2 separate regions of the Mus musculus genome follow, and region 2 is linked to region 1. The links are chromatin contacts, called in public HiChIP or PLAC-seq maps. All regions are on one chromosome and are shown on one strand. Each heading gives the region's core, a stretch centred on a gene start, on an enhancer-like site or on the middle of the called end of the contact. The rest is flanking DNA. Distances are from core to core; before and after follow the strand shown.

Region 1 (3,725 bases), core at 1,052-3,551:
AAAGTGAGTTCCAGGACAGCCAGGGCTATACAGAGAAACCCTGTCTCGAAAAAACAAAACAAAACAAAAAAAAAACCACAAAAAACAAAAAACAAAACAAAACAACAACAAAAAACTACATTTTTTTTTCCTTTTCTTTTCCCAACTAGGGAAAAACAGAAACCCTGCTCCAGGTCAGACAATAACACATTAGAGACCTCTGGGTAAGGCTCTTGGTTACCAGCATCCAGTAATTTACCTCGCTGCTTCCTTGTCTTGTAATTCCGGTGATACCTTCTGATCTCAGATTAAGATGTTTACTCTACCAGGGAGCTTTTGCCTGGGCTGAAGATTACCCTCCTTTGGGATGACATCTACTTTGCTTACACACTAGAAGTTATCTTTAGAGCCTGATAAACTCCCCTAGCCCCATCCATCCCATACACGGGTATGGGGACATAGTAATCTGGGGTAGGCAGCGCCTGTTAGCCAATGGTTGGTTTTTGAGCATTTAAAATGTAGCAAGTACCTAATGAGAATTTAAGACTCCACAGGGAAAAAAAAAAAAGGTATTGCATAAATAATTTATTTATTGGTTGCGTGTTAAAATACTTTAAATATTCTCAGTTTAATAATATTCTTTACATGGTGATCATCTGTTCTAACTCTTCAAAGAAATTTCACTAGGAAAATGTAAATGATGTATCTGGTTCACATTATATTTGTACTGAACAAGCAGTGTCCTACATTGAGGAGGTCTGTAACAGACTTCTTGGTCCTTTCTGCTGGCTTTCCTCCCTCTGTTCCCAAAAGCACTACACCTAACATATATTCAGTACAGACTGTAAGTATTGAACCACTGAACATCTACATTTCTCTGTCCGTATAGTTTTCCATCTCTACACTAGAAACTGTGTCTGTACAAGCTGGTTATGATAATAAAATAGTCAAGGAATCTACTATAAGAAGTAAATAGCACAATGTGGATATGAATACTGCCACCTTCGCTGAGAAGTATGAAAAGAATATCCCTTAGGCAATCAATCACTTGTATACCTAAACCCATTCTTTCAATTAGAATATAAAATACTAGAAACCAAATGCAGAAAGGGACAGTAAACAGTGGCGCCAACTAGAAATGTCAAGGGAAAGCAAGCAGAGTCTGTCAGCCCCAGGCGGACATCTTCAACCGGTCTAATTTTAAAAGCAGAAAGCTCAGAGCGATGACTGATCCCTGTGCTAATGGGAACATAATACAAGCATATATTCATGAGAGGGAGTTTGTTTCAAATTTGATCACTGGCGAAAATAATAATAATAATAATAATAATATAATAATAATAATAAAATAATAAAATCCTAGTCACCAACACACAAAAGTCACAACGCACAAAAACATGGAGACTGTGCAAGGAGCATGCAGGCTTCCATCAAAGACATGTTCGTTCCCTCCTCGGTCTTGGATCTCTGCCTCAATAATCATTCCCATGGAAGTAACTAAACCACTGCAGAGCCCCTCGCCACAAAGCAGAGACAAATGTGAAAGGGTGAAGAAAGAAGGGGAGAAAGCGAGCCACACCGTTAGAACCTATAAACATGATGGATAAAGTAAGTGGAGACAAGATGGGGGGTAACACCAGAAGCTAACCAAACCCAGGACCATTTAAAATACTTGTAGAAGTACTTGTCTTAGTCCTGGGCATCCAGAGCCTTAGTAAGATTTCTCTTTGAACCAGCAAGTTCCTTAACCTTGAGACTGACACAAATAGAACCCGGAGGACTGTCACCGCCAGATCATCCTCAATCTAGGGGGTAGGGGTGAGAAAACCGGCCCAGAAGGTTTGGGCCACCACAGGGGCAAAGAAAGAGTTTCTAGAAGGCCTTGCGGCCACAACAGCCAGCCAACAGGTTGCCCTAAGGAAGCCCCACAACCCAGGGTCAACCAGCTCCAGACACCGAAAGCCATGTCAGTTCTAGGGTTTCCGTGAACTTCCCCCACCAGAGTGGCTTATCTGTGCACGCGCACACAAATCTGGGGAAAAGAGGAAATTACAGAAGCCGCCCATCTGGCCCGGTTCACCAATGCTGTGGGTGGCAGACGTCAAGGGGCCCGGTCTCAGGGGAGGGAGACAGACCAGCTCCAGCATGGGTCCCCCGCTCTCAAAGGGGCACGCTGTGCGGGTCAGGGCTGCGGAGGCTGCAGAAAAGAGGGTGCGGCCGGGACCGGACGTTACCTGGCTCATCCCACTCCCCATGGCCGCGCCGGGCTCGCCGCTCCGCGCTCGCGGGAGGAGACCGGGCGCGCAGCCGGGCGGGCAGGCGGGCGGGGCAGCGGGAGGCGGCGCCAGGGCGGCGCTCGCTGCGCGCTCCACCCGGGACGCGGCATTACTGTCCGGCCGTGCGGACGTCGGGGACAGCGGCCCTCGCCCCCGCGGCCGGACGCCCAGCGCGCACGCGCTCGTGCTCGCGCATGAGCCCCAGCCTACAACCCTGCAGTTTGCGCACGCGCGCCGGGTGGGGGGTGGGGTGGACGGAGGCAGGCGCAGCGGTAGGGGGGTCCCCAAGTCCCTAAAGGCGGTTTCCCCTGGGGCTCCCTGGTGCCAGTTACGGGCAGTGTCTCAGGCCTTGACTCCCCTGTTAGAGGGGCTCCCCTGTCTGGGTTTTCTGAGCCAACAAGGCGGGGGATTCCTGTGGGCCCTGCCCCACCCAACTCAGACCGAGAAGGAGCATGCTCTGGGAAAGGTGGGCTAGGTGACTCACCTCTGCAGAGACGTGACCCTGGTCGAGGAGAGGAACCCAACTGTCTCTAAATGGTCTTTTTCAGGGCAGTGTGTTGCAATGACTACCCCCAGAAAGCCCCCACGTACCTGCACTGCGGTTTTGTCTAGCGTGTGCATGCATTCTAGCATGTGGGCCATCTATCATCCTTGGTAATTTTTTTTTCCCCGAGACATCTGTGTAGCCCTGGCCCTGGCTGTCCTGGAACTCACTTTGTAGACCAGGCTGGCCTCGAACTCAGAAATCCACCTGCCTCTGCCTCCCGAGTGCTGGGATTAAAGGTGTGCACCTGGGATTAAAGGTGTGCACCACCGTGCCTGGCTTATCCTTGGTAAAATTTTAATTTCCTTTATAGGCACTAAGACCTGGGGGTTTGAACATCCCTTTCACTTGGGTAACCCAAGACCCTCAGAAAACACAGATACTTAACATTACTATTTAAAACAGTAGCAAAATTACAGTTATGAAAATAATTACAGTTATGAAAATAATTTTATGGTTGGGGGTCACCAAGTTATGAGTAGCCATATTAAAGAGTCACAGCATTAGGAAGATTGAGAACCACTGAACTAAAGGTTTCTCATTTCCATTTTGTATTCTTGACAACGCCCTACACCCAGTAGATGCCAGTACTTGTTGAATGAAGATAATGCCATGTTTCAAGCCCAATTCTGCTGGCCTTAGATCACCCTCCCCCTTCCTGGAATCAGCCCCAGGGGCTGCTCTGTTTTTTCTTAGACATCCTAGGCTTGATCTTACACAGGGTCCTGTGTTACTGACATCTCAACGCCCAATTCTTTGCATAGCTTTTTTGAGGTCTTAGTACAAAGGTCATCTCCCCATAGATTCTTCTCTCAACTAAAGCATCCAGTTTATAAGATATACTCCAGGTACCTATGACATTACTGTGTCATATTTTTTTCATACACTTAGGATCAGAAATTATACTTAATTGCTTAATATTGACC
Region 2 (3,368 bases), core at 853-3,352, 900 kb before region 1:
ACATTTGATGGAGAGTTGAAAAAAAGAAAAACTCTATTCCTCCGGAAAGTGGAAAGTGCACAGCCCTAGAGCCCACATTCCAACCTCCTCAACAAAAGGCGCCCCCAACTCCACCCTGCTCAGCACCCCTTCTGCTGAGCACAGAGCTCCTGTCAAGCTAGCAGAGTCTCCACCGGGTAGGACAGGTGCGGACCGGGACCGCAGGCCGCTGCCGCCTGCAGGGCCGTGGGCAGCCGTAGGGGGCAGTACAGGTGCGCCGCGCCGGCGGTCTCCGGACCTCGGAATGGCTTGGCTGGAGCCGCGGTGGAGAGGGGCGCCAGCAGAAGGGGCGCCGCGGGCTGCACCTCGGTCCCGCGCGACGCCAGCAGCGTAGGCTCGCTTGCGCCGTAAGCACAGAGCGGTAGCAGAGCGCCACCGGGCGCCGCGGGAAGGAGCGCGGGATAGGCGCGCAGCGGCGGGCAGGGAGCGGCGCCCCAGGGTAGCTGCACCCCCAGAGCCGAGTCGCCGTCGCGGCGGCTGCGAAAAGGCTTGCTGAGAATGCTGTCGATGGCGAAGGAGCTGGAGAACTTGCTCGCAGGGCTGGAGCGCTCCTCCTGGCGAGCCGGCGAGCGCGCGATCGGGGAGGAGCGGGCGGCGGGCGCGGGCTGCGGGGTCCCGGCAGGTCCGGGTGGGGCTTCCTCCGGCCGCAGCCCGGACGCGGAGACTGTGGTCCGGTGGCTGAGGCGCTTGCGGCGGCGGCGGAAGACCCCGTCGGCGAAGGTGTATTCGCTGTTGGGGTTGAGCATCCAGTAGTTGTCCTTGCCCCAGGGCCGCGAGGGGTCGCGCAGCACCTTGACGAAACAGTCGTTGAGCGAGAGGTTGTGGCGCACGGAGTTGCGCCAGCCCGTGTAGCTGCCCCGGAAAAAGGGGAACTTGCCCATGAGGTACTCGTTGATCTCGGCCAGTGTCAGGCGTCCGCCCGCGGAGTCGCGGATGGCCATGGCGATGAGAGCGATGTAGGAGTATGGGGGCTTGGGCCGCCGCGTGTACGGCTTGCTGCGCGCGCCCTCGCCGCCGCCCACGCCGCCCGCGCACGGCCCTGCCGCGGAGGCCTGCGTTCTGCTGTCATCAGTTGCCTCCGGACCGTCTTGGGCGCTCGGCCCGCCACTCGAATTCCTCTCGCCGCCGCCACCTTCCAGATCCCCGGCGCCGCTGCCCGCCGCCGGGCTGTTGGCTGCACAGTCCCCGTCTGAGCCTAAGGAGTCGTCACCAGCCGCGGACAGTGGAGATGGCACGTCGCTGCTGCCGGCCCCCTCCAGATCGCTGCCCATTTTGTCCCCGTGGGCTGCGCGTGGGACGAACACCTCCAATTTCATGCCGGCGCTGGTGCTTCCAGTCCGGCACAGTTACCCCTTTCCTGCGAGGTCGTAGGAAGCGAGTGGCGCCCGGAGTGGCGATCCCGTGGCCCGCTGAGTCTGTCTTCTCCTGGGAGGGACCGCTCCTGCGTCTTTCCGAGAGAGACGCTTTTCCGAAAGGTTCTCCTCCGCTGGGATTTTTTTTGGGAGGGGTTTTGATTGTTGGGTGAAGTGAGGAGTGGAGTGATAGAAGTTGGTGCAGTGCTGTCCTTACTCCGAGGTTTAGAGACTTTGAGCGGAAGACAAGCGAGGAATGAGGGGCCACCCTGCGAAGCGGGGGCCAGGACACACCAGCCTTAGGATTTCGTGCTGGGAGGACCGAGCCGGCGCTTATGCTATCGGTCTGGGCGTCCAAAAGTGTTCCTTCGCTGGATGTCTAGGTCTCAGGCACCGACCTGACGTCTGCTGGCGCACCCGCTACTTTTGAGGATAGGACGTCTTCAGCCTCGAGAGCCCATAGAAAGGAGTCTTCGAGGCCGCCGCACCCGCAGCCGCCTTGCCACCCCCGGCTTCCCGGGCAGCATGTCCGCGCTGGCCGGCCGCAGCAGAATCTCGCCTCCACCTTCGGTCCGGCCCAATATAACCCTGCGGCGGCTCCGCGCGGGCGGGGCCTGGGCGCCCACGGCCAGGGGGTGGGGGAACTAGGTGGCCGAGGTGGCCGCGGCTCCCCCCAAGGCGTTCATCAGGCCGAGGCCACGCGGCGGCGCGGCCACAGAGTCTCCGCGGGCGCAGGTTGTTTGTTTTGGGTCTGGCCGGCCCCGCCCTTTCGGTCTCGCCAATGGGGAGCGAGCGCACGGCTAGGGTGTGCGCGCGAGTGTGCGCGCCTGTGCGGCTGCCCCGCCCGCCCCGCTGCGCAGGTAGGAGCTTCTGGCTTCCCGCGGCCACCGAGTGGGTTTCTGCGCCCCCCGGACTCACCAAGACGATTGCTCTCCTATACCTGGTAGAGCTGACACTTTTTGGACGCTCCAGAGAGACACCTAAAAGGGCTTAGGCCGAGGGACTGGTTGCATAGGTCTGGCCGCCGTCCTGAGCTGCGCGCTGCGTGCAGCCTGCGGATTTTTTTGGCAAGGAGAGCCAATATTCTTAGGAAAGGAAATCCCTGGTGATAATTGAATCGCTGAACTGCAGACACCCCGTGGAACAGCCTTTGCATTGACCTCTTTCGTGCCCTTCCTCTTACTTCCTCTCTATGGCCAACTTTACCCCTTGTAACAAGTAAAAACCACGAGCTTGAAATTCTATGATTCTTTTTGGTTGATCGTGCCTCTTGTTTCTTAGCCGGCTTCCGACTTTCACTTTTATTTTGTCATACCTGGCTGGAGGCTCTGGGGGGAAGGAGGCAACGCCCCATACTTTTACCGGGAGGCCGCTTTGCAAGAGAGGTGCCCGGCTCTGCCTGCCTTGAGTCCCTTCCGAAGTCTTGTGACGTGGGCTTTGCCCACAGCCATGCAGTGCCCGGGTCTAGCAATCAACAAGAATCACGGGAGGATGTGTGTTCCTTGGGGCATGAGGCAAAGGCAAGGCGTGTTTATCGCTATTTGTCTGCAACTGTGCTCTAGAACTTGCCTTGGCTTTAGTGGCACGGGTGTCAAACAGGAAAGGAGGCCTCTTCTGCAACTCCTCCGACTCCCTGACAACTCTGTGTCAGTTCTCCAAGGAAAGGGGCCTTGCACTAGGAAGGGTGCACTTTTGACCCTATGCCTACCACGCCAGCTTCCTCCTTCTTCCTGCTTTTGTTGCGAATAATGTTGAGGCTGCGACTATGTGGGAGAGCATGTTTGAAGTTTATTTTATTACTTTCCACCATTTGTGTGGAAAGCATACACAAGCTTCTCTTCTCTTAAGTCAAGAAGCCGTAAAGGCGCTCAGAATGCAGTGGGCATCTTGACAGCCAGCAGGAATCTGATGTTTTGTAGTATGCAGGGAGTAACTGTTTACCACGTGGTGCGTTCCTCCAGCCTCGAAAAACAGCCT

What was found. HiChIP or PLAC-seq counts read pairs in DNA pulled down with a chosen protein or histone mark.
Region 2: a contact with region 1 is called in an H3K4me3 HiChIP or PLAC-seq map of embryonic stem cells, with 4 times the contacts expected there. The contact joins the promoter of Foxq1 here to the promoter of Dusp22 in region 1. A contact is called at or near these places in 2 of 39 promoter capture datasets (embryonic stem cells and hippocampal neurons), 3 of 484 Hi-C or Micro-C datasets (all in embryonic stem cells), 3 of 115 datasets of contacts at active chromatin or transcription factors (the NIH/3T3 cell line, embryonic stem cells and pancreatic cancer cells) and 1 of 9 other capture datasets (embryonic stem cells).

Annotation. Positions count from the first base shown.
Region 1 is chr13:30,658,635-30,662,359 of GRCm38.p6, reverse strand. It overlaps Dusp22 (dual specificity phosphatase 22), which reads right to left and starts at 2,301. Exons shown (of 7, transcript NM_001037955.4): 1 at 2,214-2,301. The coding sequence starts at 2,234. Gm35158 (a long non-coding RNA gene) reads left to right here and starts at 2,317. Exons shown (of 3, transcript XR_382157.3): 1 at 2,317-2,909.
Region 2 is chr13:31,556,904-31,560,271 of GRCm38.p6, reverse strand. It overlaps Foxq1 (forkhead box Q1), which reads right to left and starts at 2,102. Exons shown (of 1, transcript NM_008239.4): 1 at 1-2,102. The coding sequence starts at 1,355. The coding sequence ends at 153.